2 separate regions of the Oryctolagus cuniculus genome follow, and region 1 is linked to region 2. Evidence: chromatin contacts called from public Hi-C data. All regions are on one chromosome and are shown on one strand. The core of a region is the stretch at or near the end of the contact, and the rest is flanking DNA. Distances in the headings are between cores, read along the strand shown. Region 1 holds the start of BICRAL (BICRA like chromatin remodeling complex associated protein). Region 2 holds the start of PEX39 (peroxisomal biogenesis factor 39).

The links. Hi-C and Micro-C count contacts between places; a contact is called where the count stands out from the background.
Region 1: a contact with region 2 is called in a Hi-C map of embryonic fibroblasts, with 2.6 times the contacts expected there. The contact joins the promoter of BICRAL here to the promoter of PEX39 in region 2. A contact is called at or near these places in 2 of 6 Hi-C or Micro-C datasets (ear pinna and embryonic fibroblasts).

The regions. Positions count from the first base shown.
Region 1 is chr5:127,224,322-127,227,021 of mOryCun1.1, reverse strand. It overlaps BICRAL (BICRA like chromatin remodeling complex associated protein), which reads left to right and starts at 1,393. Exons shown (of 12, transcript XM_070074088.1): 1 at 1,393-1,410. TBCC (tubulin folding cofactor C) reads right to left here and starts at 1,237. Exons shown (of 1, transcript XM_008262923.4): 1 at 1-1,237. The coding sequence starts at 1,122. The coding sequence ends at 76.
Region 2 is chr5:127,093,589-127,096,288 of mOryCun1.1, reverse strand. PEX39 (peroxisomal biogenesis factor 39) reads right to left here and starts at 1,287. Exons shown (of 1, transcript XM_051855718.2): 1 at 283-1,287. The coding sequence starts at 1,135. The coding sequence ends at 563.

The DNA of each region.
Region 1 (2,700 bases), core at 144-2,643, 130 kb before region 2:
ACCCTTAAACACCGCAAATAGATGACAGCGGCAGCTGAGCCCTGCGGGCCCCAGGAGGAAGTGCTTGGTGACTGCTCAGTCCCACTGGACTTTTCGCTCCCCTTCGGGAAGGATACTCCAGTTTGGGGAGGCCACATCCCGGGCCAGCCAGTTAAAATCGTCAACGTCATTCCAGTGATTTCTGTTCCGGTCCAGCCCAGAACTCTCGAAGTCCGCGTCGATGCCCGCGTAGCTCCAGGTGTACGGGGCGAACTGGATCCCGTGGCAGTACTCCACGATGGCCCTGCTGGTCACATGCAGGAAGACGCGGGTGTCCGTCGTGGTGTGGACGCGCAGCTGCTGGCAGGCCACGGCCAGCAGGCAGTCGCTGCAGTCCTCCAGGAACACCGAGGTGGACACGGGGCCGCAGAGCACCGTGCAGCCGCGGGCCTTGGTCAGCCGCAGCGTGTTGGGATTGCCGTACAGTCTGACCGTGCAGTGGTTCAGCTCGGTCAAAACGACGTCGCGCTGGTGCAGCTCCTCGGCTCTCTTCTCCAAGACTTGCGATTCCAGGTGGGAGAAGCCGCAGACCCAGCTGGAGCCGAGGCCTGGCCCCTCCTCCGCCAGCGGCCGCGGGGACGCCGCCGGGGCTGCAGGGGCCGCGTCTGTCGTGGCGGCGGCGGCGGCGGCGGCAGCAGCACCGCCATCCTCCTTCCTCCGGGTCCGGAAAGCGAAACGCTTCTTGGGCTGCAGCTCCTGGCGCCGCTCGGCCAGGGCCGCCTGCAGCCGCGCCATGGTTTCTTGCCCCTGCCGCAGGTCGTAGGCGGCTAAGAACAAAACCGAGTCGTTGAGAAGCTTCTGCAGCGTCTGCAGCCGTGAGGCCGCCTCCTCCAGCCGCTCGACCGACTCACCGCCTTCCAGCAGCTCTTCCACGGCCGCTCGCTCCCGAGCGAAGGCGGCGGCGAAGAAGTCGCTCTTCTCCCCTTCCACCTCCTGGTCCTGCCGCTTTTGCTTCCGCCTTCCCACCTCCAGCTGCCGCTCTTGCTCGCGTCTGTGGAGCCGCTCAGGCACCGAGCTCAGGTCCCGCTGGGACCCCATGTCCCCGTCGCCCACGGCGCCGGCGGAGCAACTAGCAGACTCCATGTTAACTTCAAGCTTCCTCTCCGGCCTTCCTGCCTCTGGGCGCGCCCTCCGGGAGGCCTCCCACCAACGCGCCCTGTGATTGGCCGGACACGATGGCGTCAATCCCCCGGCCTTATTTCCTTCGCCTATTGGTTCCAGGGAGCCGAAGGGGGGCGGGGACGAGGGGCGGGGCCGCCGGGCGGGGCGGGCGGGGAGACAAAGGTCCTTGTGGATGGGTGGGGTGGGAGGCAGGCGGGGGAAGCTTTTTTTTCTTCTTAAAGGGACAGGCCTTATATCCGGGATTGTGGGGTGAGTTGCAGCAGCGGCAGCTGCACATGTGGGTTTGTTTATAAGAACAAGGTTAGAAACTCGCAGGCCTCCCCCTCCCCCCAGCTCCTCCCTGCTACCCCCTTGCAGACCGGAGATCCGCCGCTGGGGTGGGAGAGGACTGTGTGCGTGTGGTGGGTGGGGGGACAGGTAGTGGTGGGGAAGACGGAGGGGGGGGGGATGTTGCACCGCCCGGCCCGCGCCGGAGGAAGCGGCAGCCGGGGCAGCTGGCTAGGGAGCCGCTTGCATGCCTCTGGTGTCTTCTTTCTCATTCCCGCCGCCCGAGTCCCCTCGCCCTCCGCCCACCCCGCATCCACTGCAGTTCGCGCGGCCTGGGGGCTCCTGGGCCCCCGCGGGCCACCGCGCCGGGAGGGAGCGTGCTCGGAGCTGCGGCCGCGCTCGGTGGGGCCCGGGCGAGTCTGGAAGCGGCTCCCGGGCGGCGGCCGCAGGGCGGGGGAGCGGAGACCCCGCGCCCCCTCCCCGTGCCTCGCTCCGCGCCTCCCGGAGGGGCCGCAGGGTTTTAGGAAGGCGGCGGGGGAATCGGTACATTATTGCTGGAGGCGGTGGGAGGAGGGATTTGTCACCGGAAGTGACCGAGCCTAGCCCGAATTGGGGACCCAGCGGAGGTGCGGGTGGGCAGCCGGGCGGTGCAGTCCCTGGCCGGCGCCCGAGGCGGCGGGCGCCCTGCCAGCCTCGCTCGTCGGGACGTTTGCTCCCGCTGCCCCGGCCTCCGGCGTCTGTAGTTGACATATTTAATTGCCCAAGAAATTGCCCCCTTGAAATTCAGCCGGGGTGGCCACATCTTGATGCAGAGTGAGATGGGAGGACACGAGCCATCTGAATGGAGCCTGGGCTCCAGCTTACACGCCCACTCTTCTCCCTTTCCATTTTAGAGGAATTTTAAAGCAAAACACACGTACACTCCGGGCTGGACAGAGCACCCCTGGCTGAGCCGGCGCGGGGCCGTCGTGCGGCTTGGGGCGCTTGCTCATCATCGCTTCCTCTAGTTTTGTTTCTAGGGCAAGGTAGGGGAGGCTTTTGTTTTCCCCAGAAAGGCAGGTTTATTTCCCCCGGAGGAGTGTTCTGAAGCAGGAGGATGAAATGGAGCGATTACCTTGTCCAAGTCTTGCAGAGCAATGCACTAGCCCTATGTTTTATGAGCTATTGATTGATGTAACCAAAGAAGGAGTAGAAAAGACCCATTTTGCTGGAAGGGAGGGTTGAGGCCCTCATCTGCGTCTCTTGGGTTTCGCAGCTGTGAACCTGCCCCAT
Region 2 (2,700 bases), core at 38-2,537:
TCTGATCACCTGGCTCCAAGACCCCAAGTCAACCAAAGTTAGCTTTTTAAAGATGGTTTGGAATTTCAGTGTCTTTGAACACATTCTGAAAAGGTTAAAAAAAAAAAAAACTTTTATTGACTATCTGGAAAGTAGCCATCTAAGATGCAGATGCCACGTGGCTCCTAGCTTTCCATTACTACCAGAATAAACGGACCCCCGAGTAAAGCACTTCCGATCCCCCACATAACCCCTCCCTGTGGATTGGCCTGGGCAGGGTGTTTGAAATGAAAACGCACCGCGGGCAGTAAAGTATAAGCTTTGCTTCAGTTGCATGTAAAGAATCGAAAAAGGATTTTTTTTCTTAACGGATGGTTACGGTTCAGAAATACAAATACAGCACATCCTGATGATGCTTCCAGGATCAACTCCAGCTGAGAGGCCACGGCTGGTTATCCAGGGTCGCGAGTTCCTGCAGGACGCCGCCACGCGCCCCAGGTCTCAGCGGCAAAGTCCCTCGAACCTCAGGAACCACAGTACTCATTTCCGAAGGTGCCGCTGCTGCCTCGGCGGGGCCGGTCCTCTAGCCAAGAGTGGCCGGGGCCTGGGGCCCCGGGCCGAGGGCGGACGCGCGCGGCGGGTCAGTCGGGCCCGCGGCCTCCCAGGGCTTGGGCTTCCGCGGGAGCACGGACGCCGTGGGCTCGCCATGGGTCGCCGTAATGTGCAGTTTCTCCAGGCCCGGGACCTCCTGGCCCTGCTGAACCACCTGCAAGAGCTGCGCCAGGGTCATCGAGGTCGGGGCTGACCCAGCGGGTGCAGAGCCTCCGCCGGAGGAGCTCAGACTGGGAAGGCCCTCCATGTTGGGCCGCGAAGCATGACGGGAAGGCCGAGAAGCAAACACTTCCTGTGATGTGGGCGCAACCATCGTGAGAAGAGATGAAGGGAGGTCGTAGACCATACCAAGCCCAGACGGGGAAGCACTTGACTGGCCGGCTGCGCGCAGAAACGCCGCAGAGGCAGACACGGCGGGGCCCAGCCCAGAGTTCCCAACGTGGAAGGTGCCTGCCTCAGAACAAAAAGGCATAGACTGCCAAGCTGTGAAGGGCAGGACAGAGCGGAACATGCGTGCAGGCGTGCCGCCGCGGGTAGCACGCATACCTGCTTTCGTGCCACGTCCTGCCGTTCCCCGTTCCTGGTGCTCCCGAAGGCGAGGGCGGGCGGCGAAGGCCGGCTGCTGGGCCGGTCCATGCCAATAATCTTAAGGTTTCTCTCGTTGAAAGCGAGCCTGACCCTTTGACCACCACCTTAACCAAATAATCAAGCTTGATTATTATTAGAAGGACGAACTAGCTTCATTTGTCTCCTGCTGTGATGCTTAAGAAGCATACAACTCTAGTAATCCTCTCAAGAAACGTGGGGCCAGCACTGTGGTGCAGCGGGTTAACGCCCTGGCCTGCAGTGCTAGCATCCCACGCGGGTGCTGGTTCGAGTCCCGGCTGCTCCACTTCCGATCCAGCTCTCTGCTGTGGCCTGGGGAAGCAGTAGAAAATAGCCCAAGTCCTTGGGCCCCTGCACCCACGTGGGAGACCCAGAAGAAGCTCCTGGCTTCGGATCAGCTCAGCTCTGGCTATTGTGGTCATTTTGGGGGGTGAACCAGTGAAATGGAAGACCTCTCTCTCTGACTCTACCTCTCTCTGCAACTCTGTCTTTCAAATAAATAAAATAAATCTTTTTTTTTAAATGCAGACATTTAATGTAATGAATGCAAGACACCTACAGTCCATATGGGAGTGCCTGGGTTCCATTTCCAGCTTCAGCTTCCTGCTAATGCAAGCCCTGGGGGCCAGCAGGTGCTGACTCAAGGACTTGTGCCACCCATGTGGGAGACCTGGATTGTGTTTCCATCTCCCATTCCAACCCAATCTCAGCCCCTGGGGGCATTTGGGGAATGAACCACGGGACGGACACTCTCGCTCTGTCTCCCTGTCTCTCTGCCTCTCGAATAAATAAAATGGTAAAGTCAGTGCTGCCGTGCTGCATCAGGTGGCCATGTGGTGGAGCAGACGGGGGCTCGGAGCCACGCAAGAGCAGAGAGAGCAGACTTAACCCCAGCCCGTGGTTTCATCATGCACGCCTGAGTGATGAGACCCTAATCAAAACTCAGGACACAAAGCCCAGTAGAGCTTCCTGGTTGTGGCCCATGTTGAGTGGCTGGAGGGTGACCCAGTGACACAGCCCGAGTCCACAGGCAGAGGCCATGGCAGCTTGGCACCCAGAGCTCCCCCCGCCCCCATACCTCACCCGATGTGGCTCTGCACTTTGCTGGTCGTGCCGCTTTGACGTGCTGTCATCTCAACAACAGCACTTGCCTGCGTGCTCTTAGTTGTCCAGGTGAATTATCAAATGTGAATGCGAAATGGGAATCTCCCCCAACTTTGTCGCCCATCAGTGGGAAGTAGGGGCGGTGTGGAGACCCCGGAGCTTGCAGCTGACATCGGAAGTGAAAGCAGTCTTGTTGGGGGCTGTGCCCTTCATCGGGCGGGCGTTTGTCCCGACTGGGTGGGGGGCACCCAGAGTAATGAAGGGAGGAAGGAGCTGTGCTGCCCTCTATGGCCTGGCTCAGTCCCCCGGGTCGTCTACAGTTCTTGCTCTAATGATTTCCTCCCGACTCCCCAGCTTCACTTGCTTTCTGATGTCCCTGGCCCAAGTTCCACATCCAGC